Linked DNA regions of Mus musculus: region 2 is linked to region 1. The links are chromatin contacts, called in public Hi-C maps. All regions are on one chromosome and are shown on one strand. Each heading gives the region's core, a stretch centred on a gene start, on an enhancer-like site or on the middle of the called end of the contact. The rest is flanking DNA. Distances are from core to core; before and after follow the strand shown. Region 1 overlaps Lrch1 (leucine-rich repeats and calponin homology (CH) domain containing 1). Region 2 overlaps Lcp1 (lymphocyte cytosolic protein 1).

Region 1 (5,377 bases), core at 1,124-3,623:
CAGACTGGTGGAAGTGCCAATGGAGCTGTGCCAATTTGTATCACTGGAAATTCTTAACCTGTATCACAACTGTATCAGAGTCATTCCTGAGGCCATTGTTAATTTGCAGATGTTGACCCACCTAAACTTGAGGTAGGTTTCACGTGGAAACTTTGCGATCGCCTTCATTCAGTGACCAACACAGAACCATCCTGCGTTCCTGTCTACCTTCCTTTCGATTCTTGATCACACTGGCAAGTAAACCATAGAGCTCATTAAGAATGACCTTTGTCCTAGATTTACAGGGTCTTTAGTGTTACTCTTTGTTGCTCAGGTGCTGGGCTTCCCCGGATGTCAGCAGGGCAGGGTCCTGAAAGGGAACGACTTATGTAGCATCACTGTGCCCTGTTTGATGGCGTGTGTAAGGATGCTAGTGTGCTATCTTCAAGAATTCATGCAGCTTTTGAAGGAAGAGGGGAGGTGAAACTGAAAAAGAATGATAGTTAAGGTGTTTCAAGAGGAAGGGGGAAAACCCATTCTTTGTAAGTTCAGTCTCTTTAAAAAAGTGACACAATCCTTTGATCCCAGCACTTGGGAGGCAGAGGCAGGTGGATCTCTGAGGTTGAGACCAGCCTGGTCTACAGAGTGAGTTCAGGACAGCCAGGGTGAGAGTTGGGGGTAGGGGGTCAGGGATTGAGTGCCCTAGGTAATTTTAATTCAATTGAATTAAGCCAGGGTTTGCTGAGCATGCCTCCCTCAGTCTACATTGGCTTCCCTCAGTCTACATTGTATAGCATCGTGTAACACTTTAATGCTGCAGACTAGCTCTAGGGTTTCAAGGACACTAATTGTTTTAAACCTTGGGTTTAGACTTTGCAGCTAGCTGGCTGCTCTGGTCAGGCCCTGCCTCTTTCAGGAGAGGGGATACAGTTGTTCTGCTCCCTGTACCTGAATGGAAACAACTTCCCAGGTTCCAGCCCAAGTCCTTCCTCGAGCTGCCAGCATTTTGGTGTGTAAGGGGTAGAGCCTAGTCAGAGAAGAGGCTTGTGCCGCATAACAAACACACTCAATTTTAAAGCTCAAAATTCCCAGCAAGCCAGACACAGTGGCTCTTTATAACAGATAATGACACCAGCGGGCTTCTTGTTCTTCTGGTTTCCATTTTGTTTTAGTTGGCTCCTGAAAAATTAGAGGCCTTCTGCTTTGTTTGTAGCCGAAACAGCAAAGAGGGCTGCCATCATGAGTCTAGGAATGTACATTTTCCCCTCAAGGTTAAAAACATTCCGAGGTGCAGTTGTCATTAGCTTTAATTTATTATTATTATTATTATTATTTAAAAAAAATAAAATGTAAGGTACTGTTAGGGTAGTCTGCAGGTTCACCTAGCTAATTTTCAGTTCCACAGGTTTCTGGTTAGTCTGTCTAGCTTCACCTACAGCAGAAGCCTGCTCCCCAGGACTTGTCTGGGAGCCGACACAGCAGTGTCTGTAGTTTCTGGTTCCCTGACTTCTCAAGAGATTTATTCATGAACTACAATTGTTGCCAAAGCCAATGCAGCCCTTGTGCTTACTTACCCACTTCTGTTCTGTTATAGCATTTTTATCCTAATAGTTAGCTTACGATAGTAAGTAAATTAGTGTAACATAGCTTCATGTTAAGTCCATGTGCACCAGAACTTTGGGGCATAGTTGACTATAAAATCTTAAAAATGTTGGTGATCTAATCTTAATTGTTTTTTTTTTTTTTTAATATTAATGTTGAGTGTGTTCTGAGGAGTTCTAGGTTGCGCTCATTTGAGAGTGAATTATTGCTGCCCTCAGATGAGTAGAAAGGATAGAATCAAGCCTGGGCCTCGGAATTCTTGACTGGAAAGGGACTGGAGAAATGCCTCTGCAGTTAGGATCACTGGCTGCTTTTCCAGAGGACCAAGGTTCAATTCCTGTCACTCACGTAGGGTCTGTAACTCCAGTTCCCGGAGTCCAGTGCCCTCTTCTGGTACCAAGACTGCAAGGAGTATACAGAAATGCATGCAAACAAATTACCCATACACATAAAATAGTCTAAAAACAGTTAAAAACTTAAAAAAAGAGAGAGAGAGAGACTAAGAACCTATTGGCGATGAACACAGACTAATGCAGTGGGCGTTCTGTGGTGAATTTCTGCATGAGGGATGGGGAAACTGCTAAATGTACTTTGTGGCTTGCTTAATTTCACCATGGTGTCTCATCTCCCAGTTTTATTTGTAATTTTAAATTTTTGTCTGTTTTTCCTTTCCTACATTTCCTACCGTGAATATTAGCAGGGCCGAGACCGTTCAGGTTCTTGCACTGAGCCTGTGATCTTTGAAGGAGCACGCTATAAGGAATGAAAGATAAGAAAGAGCCTGTCTCTTACTGCTTTATGTGAGGAAGTATCAAACATATACGGCAGCCTCTGAGCTTTTTAAAAGGCTACGCACTGCTGCTACTACTGCTATTGCTGCTTCCTCTTCCTCTTCCACTTCCTCTTCCTCCCCCTCCTCTTCTATTTCATTATATCTTAAATTTCTTTTGTGTGCGGCAAGTACTGTGCACTGTGGTGTGTGTGTGTGTGTGTGTGTGTGTGTGTGTGCGCGCAGGTCAGAGGGCAACTTAACAGCAGTCACTTCTTTCATTTATCTTTGTGGGTCCTGGGGATTGAACTCAGGTCCCCAGACTTAGTTGCAAGTGCCTTTAGCCCATGAGCCATTTTGAGAACCCAACATACTAAACTTCCTGGGTTTTCTGTGATCAACCATTCTGACCAAGGGTAACTCGGGTTTGTTTGGCTTACAGCTAGCTTACTGTCCATCATGGAGGGGCGTCTGGTCTGTAGCTCTAGGCAAGAGCTGATGCAGAGGCCATGGAAGGGTGCTGCTTACAGGCTTGCTTCCTCTGCCTTGCTCAGTCTGCTTTCTTACACAACCCAGGACCACCTGCCCAGGGGCAGTACCACCCACAGTGGGCTGGGCCCTCCCCCATTAGGCCAGTTTCAGGGTGACATTTTTGATGCCCGTATATGAATATGTAAATATGAAATGATGATGAGGGAGGTTTTGAGTGTTACGTTGTTATTCAGTTAGAGTCCTTAATTGCTGCTTGAGTAACCGATTTCGGAGCTGTACTTGCTAGTACTACCTGTCTTTGAGCTTCCGTTATTTCTAGGCTTGGGAATGGTTTTGGTAGGATGAATATCACACTGCTCTTGCCTGAGATTTCTTTGTTTGTTTTTGTTTGTTTTTGAAACAGTAGGTGACTAGCAAATTTGTTTACTTACAAATATGTATAACCTTGTCTAGACAATGCTGTTGAGTTACATCACAACACTTGAGTCTTCTGTGTGACAGACAGCTTCCTGACTCAGACTGGCCCTGACTCCAGCTGGCTGCAAGCTAGTAACCGGAGGGGCTTAGGAGGTCATATCTGGGCGACAACCTTAACAAATACGGGGGTCTTTGAATTTAAATATCCATTCTTTGGCTGTATGTGTGGAACAGCTTGGGAGTCTGATTTCTGCTTTCAACGTGTGTTCTAGGGATTGAAGTTAGGAGCCCAGGTTGGCGGACAGAACCCTAGAGCCATTTGCTGCCCTGAGTCCTCTCCTTTTATAAGCAACTAAAACATTTTCTTTTCTGTGGTGCTTGGTGCTTGGTGCTTGGTTCTCATTCATTCATATTCTCTCTCTCTCTCTCCCTCCCTCTCTCCCTCGCCCTCCCCCCTCCCCCCTCCTTCTCTCCCTCTCCTTTTCCCTCACCCCCCCCCCTATCGTCTATTAATTAGGAAGACTCTTTAGATAAAGTGGTACAGATAAACCGCCTTCCCAGATCTTGTTCCTGTACTTAACATCAAGCACTCCTCTGTTTCGTTTTAAGTGTTGTTTCATTCATTTTCTTTTGTTTCTGTGACAGTGGGGATCAAACTGAGCACTGTCCTCAGAACGCTTGTGCTCTGTCACAGAGCCTCAGGGACAGCCCTGTTCTTGCTATATTTAAAATTTCTCCTTTTCTTAATAAATTATAAGCAGGACTTGCTAATTTTGTACATTCTAAAATAGAAAAAGATCCCATATAAAGATACTTTGAGTTTATGGCAAACGTTCAAAGTTGGTTCCATCCCCTGAGAAACATTGTATATTATGGCCGTGTAGGCGGCCATAAATATTTGACAACAGTCATGGTCATGACAGTGGTGGTGGTGATGATGATGATGGTGGTGGTGGTGGTACTGGTGGAGGAGCAGGGACATGTTGCAGCTGCCTAGCCAGGTTCTTGGCTGGTAGAATCTCTTGGTGCAATCTGCAATTTTCAAATAGCTGCTTTGTGCCAAAGACCCTCTCGTCTCTCAAGAGGCAGGACTAATTCACACGTGAAAACATCTTTACCATGAACTGCAGTTAGAAACATGAAAGTGTTTCCCGAATTTCTCACACGATGGAAATGTAACATTTGTGGTAAACATTGATGTGTTGCTGTTTATGTAGCCCGTGTTTGAATCGTCGAGGCTTTTCATCTTTGCTTTTTGGTGTTCACAACCAAAGGTTATGTTAGTTTAGTGTATGTGCCCCCTGTGTCTTCCTGTTTGAAAATGTCTTTGTCCAAGAAACGTGGCCAAGAACAATAAAACTGATTCAGCAAGCCTGCTGCTCTATAGCAACAGGCACTTAGAGCTGACACCACACAGGCAAGCCTGAAAATCTATTTTAAACGGCTGGAAAGGTGTCAGAGTACCAGAAGAAGCTCAAACAGCCCAGAAGAGCACAGGACCTGGCAGCAGTTGGTGTTGTGAATCTTAGAACGCAGACTTTGGCATAGCAGGCTCATTTCAGAGAAGGGAGGTGTGAAAGACTCAACTTCTTTATAGCATTTAATCAGACTGCTTCCAGGATGAAGGGCGTGGGTTTCCGATTCTCAGAGGAAACGCGACCAGCTGGGCCTGGATTGCTCCTCAGAAACCCGTGCTCCCTCAGCTTAGCTGGAATTGGTTTGGAGCTATTGCCAGTGTAGAGGTTTGTCTGGTCCACAAGATGTTATTACACTGGAAAAGGAATGTATTTTGGCTGCCATCTCTGCTGCCCGGTATCCCTTTTGGCTGCTAAACAATGTGCAAAAAGAGCCAACTTCCTGATAGTCACAGAACCCGTATCCCCACATTCCTCTGAGGCTCCTTCTCTGAAAGAATCTTTAATCCCCTGGACACTCACTCTCTTACTGAGGGACCCTGGGCCAGGGCAGCTTTAGAAAGCACAGTTGTTTCATTTTTGTTGTTGTTGTTGTGAAACAAAAATTAATGTCCATCATTCTCTTGCCTTGTGCCATTGTGTGTGTCATTTCTAAAGAAGCCAATGTGTCTCTTCTCTCTAGAAAATTGGAAAGTTGATACTG
Region 2 (5,377 bases), core at 731-3,230, 330 kb before region 1:
AGCCTCTGAAACGGAAACAGTGAATCTCTCTGACTTATACACTACCCAGCCTCAAGCATTTGGTCACAGCAGCACTAAATAAACTAAGAAGCTTAGAATCAACAGATGAGTAGAAGATTTCTCGAAGGTCAGTCAACCTTTCCCCTCTTTTATGTGGAATCTTTAACCCAGAGACTCTAGATAGGCCTAGTCATCTAGAGTCAGACAATAGAGTAGTTAAAAGGCAGTGGAAAGCCTTGGGTCATAACAATAGCAGTTACTATCTGCTGAGTGCTTTTTCTACATTCTCACCACAGTCCCATGAGCATTACTGAGGGGACAAGGTTAAATGACTAGCTTAGGGTCATGTAGCTGTGAACTGGGGCAGGCTCCTCACTTTCCAAGTGTCCTGGTTACCACATTCCTGTATCTGTTCTCTGCCCTTCATCAGGGTGACCCAAAAGGAAACTCCAAAAGGCCAAAGCCTGAGTGAGTGTCATGATGGGGCTACAAACTCAGGCCTAGCAATCTCTGGGGAAATTCTAGATATGTCTTCTCTCCAATTTCTCAGCATTTTAAAGGAAATGTTAAGACAAGCAAGGCCACGGCCAGGTTTGGTTTTTCCTGCCTGTGTCCCCATGGCTCTCATGGTGAAAAGAGGTCCTGTATCCGGGAGTCCTGCATACTTTAGTTATCCACTGTTGTTTTGTGAAGCAGATGTCTTATCTTGCACACTGAAAACACAAAGATGCTTTCAGAGACACAGAGTCAACTGAAGGAAAGTCTATACTACCCTGAGTCATTTTTAAAATGTTATCATGGTGCTGTGAGCTCAGAGAAGGGAGCCCTGGACTATGCCAGGGAAGAGGGGAAAAGTCAGAGGAAGGACTAGGAGGAGAAAGGATGGGGAGATGGGAACGAGGAAGAGGCAGGAGGCAGGAGGGGCAGGAATGAGGAAGAGAGATGGGGTAAAGAATGAAAGGGAAGGCTTTCCAGAGAAGGCAGCATCAAGCTAAGTCCTAGGGACTCGCTATGGAGTTTTCTATATAACCAAGATGGAAACAGCTTCGTAAAAAGAAAGGCAAACAAAAGCCTACAGAGATGGCGGATGCTGGTTCGGTGTGGCTGAAGTCAGGGATGTTGGATGGTAAACCCCACAGAAGGGAAGCACGGAACTGAGATTCTCTTGTTTCTAGAAGGGAAATGTCAGTGACACAGGCTATACCTCAAACACACACACACACACACACACACACACACACACACACACACACTACAGGTAATAAAACGTAAACAAAACGCTTCCACCTAGAAACAGTTTCCTTGGCTTGTACTTGCTTGCTCCTCCTTAGAGCATTGCCTCTCACAAAACTCTGCTTTGTCAAGAGGGAACCAGAGATGCTGGAGTTGGGAAAATGGGGCCCCCCAGAGAAGAGAAGTGAGTCAGAGACTTCAATAGAGAAGTGGAATGTCCAGAATCTTACTTCCGTCTGACCAAGTTGTCAGGTAACACATCCATTAAAATTCAAGAACCTGAAGATTTTGGGGTGGGGGAGATCCCTGAATTGTGAGATACACATAAAGGAAATGGGGTGATAATTGGGGAGAGGAAAGGGTAGACAGTAAAAACGATGCAAAGGTCAGAACTTTTAGAAACTTATCTTAGGGAGCAGAGTAAATTTCTAGTCTATAGGTAAGAAATATTATAGTCACTACCCCAAAGTCACACTTGATTGTGTATACACTCTGTGTGTTGTGTGAGTGCCAATCTAGGTTTTACGCCATGGCCTATCTCTAAGACACCTTGGCGTCCCGTGTTTTGGCTTCTGTGTGCCAGTTCCCTGCTTGAAGTCTTAGGAGCCCCTCAGATGGTGCAGACCTGGCAAGTGATACTAGAAGCCATCAACATTGATATTAACTTTCATTTTAAGGGTCTCTGAGCTCTGCCTTGCCTGAAGTGCTAACAGTGGAAAGTACCTTCTAACAGTTGAGGAAGTGTGGCCAGACTTGGAAAATACACAGTAATGTTAAGAAAAGCCCAACCACATCCACAGCGAGCCCTGAGAAGTGAGAGAGCTTTGGGCATCTGAGATAACGGCCCCTGTTGCTCTCCTCCCCCACCCTTGGGTACAAGTTCAGTTGTCCTGCACTTCACTTGGCCCTGATTGTTCATTCCCTAAATCTCTAGGCACTTTTTGTATTCTAGTTTGAGTCGAAACCAGTAACCATATTTGTACATTAGCAATGGCAACACAAGCTCCCAGTTGTTCCTTTAGAATCTCTGATAACAAGGTCAATCATACACACACACACACACACACACACACACACACACACACGGGGCAGGGGGTGGGGTGGGCAGGGAGGAGGACGAGTCACAGGCAGTTAGCAAATATTTACTAATACCAGTTTATGATGAGATGTTTCTTTTGTCAAAGTTCTAAGTGTCACAAGAGGGAAATTTCAGTGACTACACAATGTAAACTAGTACTTGCATAACTGTTAGACTGCATGTCACAAACCCTCAAGCACTTATTTGCTTGCTTCTCAAGTGTCTGTCAAACTAGTAGATGCACCCAACACAGAGCTGGGATCTCTTACTGATAGAGAATATGTCACAAGGAATAACCATTCAATACTCAATCCCAGACAAGTACACTTAAGACATCATCAGGTGACACCTAGGTTGTAGAGTTTCAATATGTAGACCAGGATGGACCCTTACTCTTGATTCTCCAACCTCAGGCTCTGAGTGTTGGGATGATAGACATATGCCTGACTACAATGTCATGTATGTAAGATTTATTTATTTTTATTTAACATGTGTGAGTATGTGTGGCTAAATGCATGCTTACACATCATGTGTGTGCCTGGTACCTGAGGAGGCCAGAGAGGTCATCAGATTTCCTGGAACTGGAGTTAAGGGTTCTGAGCTGCCCTGTGGATGTTGGGAACTGAATCCAGGTCCTTTGCTAGAGCAGCGCGTGCTCTTACCTTCTGAGCAAGCTCTCCAGCTCTCACCAATGGAGTTTACATAGTCACAGTTTGCACTCCTATTTTGTTTGTTTTTTTGTTTTTTTCGAGATGGGGGTTTCTCTGTATAGCCCTGGCTGTCCTGGAACTCACTTTGTAGACCAGGCTGGCCTTGAACTCAGAAATCTGCCTGCCTCTGCCTCTGCCTCTGGATTAAAGGCATGTGCCACCACGCCCAGCTCACAGTTTGCACTCTTAAGAAATGAACTTAAGGGGCTGGAGAGATGGCTCAGCGGTTAAGAGTTCTGACTGCTCTTCCGAAGGTCGTGAGTTCAAATTCCAGCAACCACATGATGGCTCACAAACATCCGTAATGAGATCTGATGCCCTCTTCTGAGATGTCTGAAGACAGCTATAGTGTACTTACATATAATAAACAAATCTGAAAGAAAGAAAGAAAGAAAGAAAGAAAGAAAGAAAGAAAGAAAGAAAGAAAGGAAGAAAGAAAGAAAGAAAAGAAATGCGCTTAAAATGGACAAGGCAGCTGTGAATCTGGACTCTATGAGCTACTGCTATGACCTGTAGATAAATCCCTTAAGAAACATCCCTAAGCCTTAGGAAATAAAGAGATAACAATGTCAACTTTATACCTGGATATATGAGGAAATAATATAGCAAGTATATTTCAAATGCTTGACATGATGTTGATCAGATGTACTGGTGATGAAAGTAGGCTTTCCCCTGGATGCAACATGAGAACAATGGAGCCAAGGACGGCTCAGAAAATAGACAGCAGTTGCTTCCATTTACAGAAAAGAAATCGGTTTTCATCTGGCACCACATGGCTCACATGCTGCTATGACGTGGAAGCATGTGGTGGAGAGATGGAAGCAAAAGTGAAGCAAAGTGGTTTGAGCACTATGAAAAGAGGTGGAGTGGAATTGGAGATGTGGGGGTGGGTGGCTGATGTGAAGAGCCTAGGCTGCCACCTGAGGCCATTGTGAAGTGCTGGCCTGTGCATGTCTGGGATCTGTGTGTCACCACCAAAGGCCATGAGGGCATCCCTAATCTAGGCTGCCACATTGGACCATGTTAATGTCCAAGGTAGCTTCAAAGAGCTGCCCCTCAGTGGCTTGGGCACTCAGTAGAGCTGGCTCCGCCCCTTGCCAGCTGCAGCACTTGGATGAGCTGGGCAGTGCTGGAGATCTGTCCCTGGTGCAGGGGAGCTGGCCATGTGACCAACTCAGCTGCCACCCAGGCCCAGATCCAGGGCTTTGTGTTGGGCCACCCCAACATCCACCCCATCTGTGAACTGCTGGAGCAAGTGAAGGGGCCCATCCTGCAGGTCCAGAGACACAGGAGCTCCATGACACAGGGCAACAACAAGATATCTGAGAGGAGTCCCAGTAAGGATCCAGTATTGATAGTGTAGCAGAAGCCAGAGGCCTCAAATCAGACCAATGACTCATTGCAATGAACATCTGCAAGTCAAGCTGTGTGGACAAACAGGTACACTGTGTGACACTCCGGGACACACACTGTAGCTTCCATGGTGAGATGTCTCGTTTTTGTTTTTATTTTTGTTTTGTTGGATGTTTTAGTTTTTAAATGTTGTGTTTTCTTTGGGGTACAGTTATTACCCCAAGGACAGCGAGATGAGCAAGATTGGGGTGCATGATGTGAAATTCACGAAGAATCAACAAAAAGTTAAAATAAACTAAACTGGTCTCAGAGGTTCTAGAGATTGCTCAGTGTTTGATATGGTCAAAGCCCGAATATGAATCCAAATCTGTGTCCATTTGCTAATTTTCTATACACTGTATCTGTCTCTTCCACGAATAAGAGCTATAAGCCCTGATTTTAAAACCTGTAAAATATGATTTATTTTAGACTGGTTTATAAGCCAGTGAGATGGCTCAGTGGATAAAGATTCTTGCTGCCAAGCCTGAGGACCTGAGTTCAATTCCTGAGACCGACATGGTGGAGAGCAACAACTTCCTCAGGCTGTCCTCTCTCTCCATGTGCCAAGGTCTGTGCACATATACACAGAATAAACATGTAAACTTTAAAAAAAATAACTGTGCGGTGGTGGTGCACACCTTTAATCCCAGCACTTAGGAAGCAGAGGCAGGCAGATCTCAAAAAAAAAAACCAAAAACCAAAAAACAAAAAAAAAAAAAACCCTAAAACAAAAAAAGTAAAAAACAAAACAACCTATAAAATATTGGAAAGTGTCTAAAAACAGATATTTGTATGAAATTGGAGAGAGAATCAAGGCCCCAAAAGCACAGGGAAAACCACCTGATCAACAGAGATCTGAAATGTCCCAACTGTCACTCTCAGTGGTCAGAGGACAGAAACAGCACTGGTGATATCTTGATGAAAATCTCCACATGAAGGGCAGTGAGGCAGGGGGGACACCCAA

The links. A called contact is a pair of places that touch in the nucleus more often than the background predicts.
Region 2: a Hi-C map of CD4 T cells shows a contact between it and region 1, with 2.4 times the contacts expected there. The contact joins two enhancer-like sites. A contact is called at or near these places in 4 of 484 Hi-C or Micro-C datasets (CD4 T cells, LSK cells and effector CD8 T cells) and 3 of 115 datasets of contacts at active chromatin or transcription factors (bone marrow-derived macrophages, effector CD8 T cells and memory CD8 T cells).

The regions. Positions count from the first base shown.
Region 1 is chr14:74,852,732-74,858,108 of GRCm38.p6, reverse strand. It overlaps Lrch1 (leucine-rich repeats and calponin homology (CH) domain containing 1), which reads left to right. Exons shown (of 19, transcript NM_001252132.1): 2 at 1-132. Among named protein-coding and RNA genes, the nearest start is that of Gm52135, 37 kb to the right of the region's middle. Within about 2 kb of position 2,373, at least 21 of the 459 cell types and tissues checked have an H3K27ac peak or open chromatin away from gene starts, as enhancers often do. A contact at or near this core is called in bone marrow-derived macrophages, where this site is marked.
Region 2 is chr14:75,183,039-75,188,415 of GRCm38.p6, reverse strand. The region is part of intron 2 of Lcp1 (lymphocyte cytosolic protein 1); the gene reads right to left. Among named protein-coding and RNA genes, the nearest start is that of Gm15628, 49 kb to the right of the region's middle. Within about 2 kb of position 1,980, at least 80 of the 459 cell types and tissues checked have an H3K27ac peak or open chromatin away from gene starts, as enhancers often do. A contact at or near this core is called in bone marrow-derived macrophages, where this site is marked.